Regions from separate parts of the Mus musculus genome. Here region 2 is linked to region 1. Evidence: chromatin contacts called from public HiChIP or PLAC-seq data. All regions are on one chromosome and are shown on one strand. The core of a region is the stretch at or near the end of the contact, and the rest is flanking DNA. Distances in the headings are between cores, read along the strand shown.

The links. HiChIP or PLAC-seq counts read pairs in DNA pulled down with a chosen protein or histone mark.
Region 2: a FOXA1 HiChIP or PLAC-seq map of pancreatic cancer cells shows a contact between it and region 1. The contact joins the promoter of Tmem52b here to the enhancer-like site in region 1. A contact is called at or near these places in 3 of 39 promoter capture datasets (cranial neural crest, embryonic stem cells and neutrophils), 2 of 115 datasets of contacts at active chromatin or transcription factors (large pre-B cells and pancreatic cancer cells) and 3 of 9 other capture datasets (adipose tissue, liver and macrophages).

The regions. Positions count from the first base shown.
Region 1 is chr6:128,900,469-128,903,701 of GRCm38.p6, reverse strand. No RefSeq gene overlaps it. Among named protein-coding and RNA genes, the nearest start is that of BC035044, 11 kb to the right of the region's middle. Within about 2 kb of position 1,496, at least 14 of the 459 cell types and tissues checked have an H3K27ac peak or open chromatin away from gene starts, as enhancers often do. A contact at or near this core is called in pancreatic cancer cells, where this site is marked.
Region 2 is chr6:129,511,011-129,514,243 of GRCm38.p6, reverse strand. It overlaps Tmem52b (transmembrane protein 52B), which reads right to left and starts at 1,687. Exons shown (of 5, transcript NM_001081186.1): 1 at 1,140-1,687; 2 at 1-30. The coding sequence starts at 1,205.

The DNA.
Region 1 (3,233 bases), core at 247-2,746:
ATAAAGAAAAACATAAAGAAAAACAAACCTGCATGCCCTGCAGTTAAAACCTTCCTGGGAACATAAAGATAAAGAGGAATGTGAGGACATAACAGGGCTATCTGAACTGAGTCAAACTGACCAGATACTCTGCTAGCATTGATAAACATCCAATTCACAGAATTCCTGCACATATTTTTTTGCTGCTGACACCTTGATCTGCACATACATATAATTTTTCTGCTGATGTTTGAATAAGCCGAAAGTATGTCACTATGCTGAATTCCATACCCCTCAGCCCCTTACCCCATAAAAACCCCTCATGGCCAACATCCTTTATCTCCTGTGTGGGATACATGTTGGTCCGGAGCTCTGTCATTAAACTACCTCGTGTATTTACATCAAGACACTCTATTCGTGATTCTTTGGGTATACGCCGAATCGGGAATTGAGTGGGGGGTTCCCCACTAGGTTCTATCAGAGGTTGGCAGACTTCTGAGTTTGAGGCCAGCCTGGTCTACAAAGTGAGTTCCAGGACAACCAGGGCTACACAGAGAAACCCTGTCTTGAAAAAACAAAAAACAAACAAAAAAAGAACTCTCTTGATTAGTGTTAGGACAATGACATAGCAAGAAGAGGAAATATGAAGTATTTAGTCAATGGAAACTGATTTTAGGTTAAAAAAAAAAGCAACAGGTTACATCTGTTAAAGCTTATATCTGAACTTGTGTATCGTTTATCCTGATGACTATAAGAAATCTGGCAGTCTTAGCTAACTTACAAATTTATTAATGAGTAAATATAGTGGTGGATTACCATAGGGTAAAGAGCTAGGTCTGTTTTTTAGCTGTCAAGGTACAGTTTCCTTAGCTGTCAATGTAGTCAGAAATCTGGGTAAGAAATTTTAATCTAGCAGGCATATATTAATTTTAAAATGACAGAGTTCATCTATAGTCCACTAACTAAACAGTTCTCTGTGGTATCTGTTGCAGTAATTCTCTAACCCAAATAAGCCCAGGCAATGAAAACACAGCTCAGTTAATATGAATACATGCTGTGAGATTGGGCAGATCTACCACTACACTACCATCATCCCAGTTTCAGAGACCCCTAATAACATGCAGTTTCTCCAGGCCAGGTGCTACTGCTCCACTTCCCTTCTTCCTCTTCCTCCATCATCTTCTTTCTCTCTCTCTGTCTCTCTCTCTCTCTGTGTCTGCCTCTCTCTCTGTCTGTCTCTCTCTGTCTGTCTCTCTCTCCCTCTCTCTCTCTTTCTATCCCTCTCAAAGACTTCAGTTCAACCTTCCCCTCTTCCCAATCACCAGCTCTAGCCTTTATTTATAAATTAAGGTGGGAAGAAGGTTCACAGGAAATCACCTGAGTGCTGACTCATTCCTTGTTCACAGCCCCTCACAGGAGAATGGAATTAACATCAAATATAATTAGCCACAGGGATATCCACAACAGGTATCCAAGGCAACCTAGCCAGAATCAGTCTGGCCTTTAAGCCCAGAAGACCAAGAGCCTTTTACAAAGAGCCTGTTTTGTTTTGTTTTGTTTTCCTGTGGAATAGATACATGTGAAATGAGAAATGACTCACCTTGATTCAGAAAATATGAGTCACTTGACTCTTAGGTATCCAGTCTTGTCCACACAGTCTCTCAGTAGTTATCATACCACAATCCAGGCACTTTCTTATAGCTAAACCCATTATCTTGGGAGTCTCTGTCTGTCATAAACTTAAATATATTAATAATTAGCATACTTCTGACAAGACTGAGAACTATATCGATTGGTGATACTTGAGTTACACAACTTGTGTTTGTTAAATTATTTGTTTGAGAATGTATATAGTAAATAGAGCATAACTTAGTAATAATAGTAAAAATCATTATTTCCCAAGGCAGGATAGAAATGAACATCTTAATTGTTAAGTAAGTTTGACACCTTGTATAATATATAAAAACACATTTTGCATTAGTAGAGAAACACTTGGCTTAGAGTAGGTGTAGACCAGAATGTAAAGAAATAAGAGAACTGACAGTGGTGTTTTGAGACTGTGGTGAGAAAAGTGAGTGTGTCCAAGTGCGTTCAGGCCTGTGACACAAATTGAGCAGATGGGCAGGCAGTGGGAATTGACCAGTAAGCAAAGGGAGAGAGAGGCGGGCAATGCAAGTGTCAAAGGCTTGGGACATGCATATGCAGCCTGAAGAGCACAGATGGTGAGGAGTCACAATGGTGGAGGCAACAGAGTCAAGGAATCAGGACTGTGCTGTGGCTCACTTGGGCACCCAGCCTGCTGTGGGTCATGGACAAAGTGGGCCCAGCAGCACCAGGATCGAGGGAAGGCAGGTAGGCAAGCAAGTGGGGCAGGACTTCCTCCTAGCAGCCAAAAGTACCAGTCCAGTGCTTCAGGCTGTGGGCAGGCGCTGACCCACCCCGCCTGTCAGCTTCTGCGGTGGGTGTGGGGCGGGGGAAAGGAAGCACCTGAAGTAGAGGTCCATCTTCTAACAACTCCACTCAAGGTGGATTTTAAAAGGCAGGGGCGGTGAGGGGCTGAGATGGGAGAACCTGGCAGCAGACACCTGAATAAAAGTATGCCTGCAGCAGTCCTGCCATTCCCTCAGATGTGGGACAGCAGCACCAACAGCAGTGCAGGGCTGTGTGAGTGCTTTTCCTGCTACAGCAGCAGTGGACCTCCAGCTCACTTCATGAGTCCTGTGCAGAGCACAGGAAGTGCAAGGGGGAATGGTAAAAATTGCTTTCCTCATGGCTTTGGCAGAGGTTGAGAGGCCAGGCAAGGGTGGTGGCAGCTTTGGCAGACAGAGTGCAGGAGACCCACACATGAGAGAGTGCAAGTGTATGGGTGGTAGATGATTGCATGTGCAGGAAAGCAAAGTCCCTGGCAAGGAGCAGAGCCAGACCTAGTTTTCACATGGTGACCTGGGACCAGAGCAAATGGTGAGAGAATAAGGGAGGGAGATGGGGGAAGCCTAAACTATGCATCACTAGCAAGAGAGTTGTTTTAAAGTGCCAGTTTAGTGGCCATATAGAAATACTGCTTGCTGCATATTGTGAATTAGACTGGGGCATCTCAGTAAGTCAGGACAAGGAAGCAAAGACCAATGTATTGAGTGGTAGTAGGGTTATTAACTACACCTAACAGCGACCTGAGGATACGATTAATAACCAGAGAGACTTCCAGCCAGGCCAAATCACCAGGTTATCACATAGTGGTCTGAGAGCTAAGCTCT
Region 2 (3,233 bases), core at 438-2,937, 610 kb before region 1:
ACAGTTCTCCTCACTCCTGGCCCCAGGAAGCTGTGGGAAGGAAATAATCTCAGACATGGAAATGGTCACACCTGCAGTTCTCAGCAGCCTATCAACTACCCATCATGGCTGAACCCTGTCAGACCTATTTGTAAAGATGAGGACAGGATCATAGGATTGGTCTGTACTGGCCTGAGACATTGGTCATTCCTTTGACTGGTGACTACATCTTGTGAGGCAGAAGTTCCTGAAAGAGCAGGGATCTTCTATGTGGCTCGGGCCATGGCTGAGCATCCTTCCTTAGGGAATTATGAATAGCCCTCTGTGTCAGTTTGTCACCCTAGAAGTCTCCTGACTCATCCCCTGGGACATTGTGGTTGTCTTCCTTATCCCTGCACTGCTGAAAATTGAAATCTAGCCCCAGTGCTATTCATTTTCAGCCTTCACCACATCAGTATCTCACTACACAAGAAGAGCAATGGGGGAGATGTTACAAAGAAAGAAGAATAAAGAAGAAAAGGAAATGCAGAAACCAAGAGAACATATAAGAAAATGTACTTTTATATATTGGTTAACTTGCGTGGGAAGCAAAGCAGACAGCTGCTACCAGCACAGGAATGAGATGCAGTCTAGTTTCTGCAGTGTCTTGCTCAGCTAGACTTCCTAGCTATGTAAACTTGGCCTTGGCATTTGTCCAGAATCTCTCACTATACTGACCCTTTTTTCAACTAAATGGTGACTCACAGGCTTTTCTTTCACAGAGGAGTAAAATAAATTGTTTAAAATATTATTAAAGAGACCTTTGGTACTGGGAACTCACTGGGTAATCCCTGCACCCCTGTTCAAGCTGAGTATAACATATACTATCTCTGATTGTTCTAATTTTTCTCCCTCTTTCCATGAGCATCAGTCACACATACATACATCTACACACACACACACACACACACACACACACACACACACACACACACACACACACATACACATACACACATCTCTGAAACCCCCTATTATTAAACAAACACCATAGTACTCTTTTCTCACTCCCTTTTGGGTTCTATATCAGTTTTTGCTCCATCCATTTCCTCCTAGAGACAGCATAGCTAAAGCAATACGCAAAGGAAAGTTTCTTCCTGCTGTTTCACAATTGAACACACCTGGATGAAATAAAACAGGCCAGAGGCCATCAGCACCTGGGCCCAGGCTGTCATTAGGCTGAACATCTGGTCCAGAAAGGTCACGCCGGCTGCATCTGCTGTATCCTTCCCATGCTCCGTGCCACGTGGAACTTGGTGGTGAAGGATTCCTAAAGAGAATTTTTTCTCGGCAATAGATCAATCTCCTCTCCTTGTTCCCGCTGGCTTTATATTTTACGGTTTCCTTTTCCCTTTTAGTTTCCTCCTCCTGAGTTCTCTTCACGGGGTCTCCACATTGGCTTCCTCTCCACTTCCTTTCTTCAATCAAACTTTTCTGTGTATTTAATTTTTCTTCGTCTGCATTCAAGAAGAGCACATTTGTCCTCTGAGTTAGATTTTTTTTTCCTCAGTCTATAATGAGAGACTTGGACCTGTAATAGGTCAAAGGCAGATTGTGAGTGACCAGATGTGTTCTTGTGTTCATCAGGAAACTAGTTACACACTCTCGGCTCCTGGATGACCGCTGAAGTCTGAAAGTCACTGCCAATCTCTCTCCACCCTCTCTCCATGTGATTGGCATCTGCCTTCTTACTCCTTAAAACTCTCCCCTTACCGTGTTGATAATCAACCCTGCAGGTTCTGGGTCATTTATTGCAGCCATTCAGCAGGACTAAGAGATTTTAAAGGAGCTAGAAAGTTATCCCTACTTTAGAGTAGGTAGTGGGTTTCAAAACTAGAAGTGCCAGGTGCTAACAATGGTCTCAGCCTCCTGCTTCAGTTTCAGAAACACAGGCATAGTTTTAAAAACCATTTTCCAAGTTAACACACTCTCTCTCTCTCTCTCTCTCTCTCTCTCTCTCTCTCTCTCTCTCTCTCTCTCTCTCTCTCCCTCTGCTCCTCTTAAAGCAGTGTTGTGATGTTGTCACTAGAGAACCAGGCTCAGAGCATACAATCACGGTTCCATCTACTGAGGAGGCTGAGACACGAGGATCATATGGGTCTAGTTCAGGAAAGTAAGACTACCCTAGGGAACAGCAAGACCTCCATCTAAACCCACATATTATCAACAATAAAATAAGACTTACAAGTCATATTTTAAAATAAGCACACCACACGGAAAGGATATAAAATGGCTATACAGGAAAATATTGTCCAGAGCCAGTGAATGCCATATAAACGACTGATATTTAAGGAGGAATCTTTTACCCAGATCCCAAAGTACTAAGTAAGAACACTCAGTGTTGGTTCACAGTGACATGTCTGTTTCACAAGACTGAACAAAATTAGATTTCAGCTGCTTTCTAATTGATGAGGAGAGGCTGCAGGGTGGGTCCTGATGAGGGAGTTTGTGGAGTGGGTTCCATCACACTCAAGGCCCCACACACCATGTGATCAGACCGTGATGATATGATGTGAGAATTATGAATGCAAACAATTTCCTGTTCTCAGCTAAGGAGAGCAAACAGTGAGAGAACTCTCTGGTACAATGTTGCTCTCTCCAAGTTGTCCATTTCTTTTTATAACATAGGCTCTTGAGTGAAATGTACTTTCCAAACTTCAATAGAAAACTCTGTGAGACAGAAGGCATTCTGGAGGAGTGGAGAGCAGGACTTAAGTTACAGCCTTTCACTAGGCCTGGACCTTACTGCACCTCCTTCTTCAGAGAGCATAATAAATAACTCCTGAACTAGCATCAGCTGTTGCTTCAGCGAAAGGAAATCGGGGTCAAGGAGGCATCTTGTGTGGAATATTTTTATTCAAACACCACATAATAGAAAAACTTCATGAATACCCCCCCCACACACACACCCTGTTTTCTTTTCTTGTGGGAAAGACAGTAAACCAGCATGGGTTAAGACCATAGCTCAGGGTCTTGATCCAGTCACTTGCTTGACCCCCTGTTTGTTATGGGATCTTGGACAAGGCATTTTATGTCTCTGTCAGCTCAGTTCAATTTGATATGGAAAGCACTCTGGTTCTCAATATCCACATAGTGACTCATGAATTGTAGCTCCAGTCCCAGAGGAATCTCAGGCCAACTTCTGTCCTCCATGGGAATCAGGCATGTGGGTAGTGAGCATATATACACAAAAGCAAAGTACTTATACAAATAAA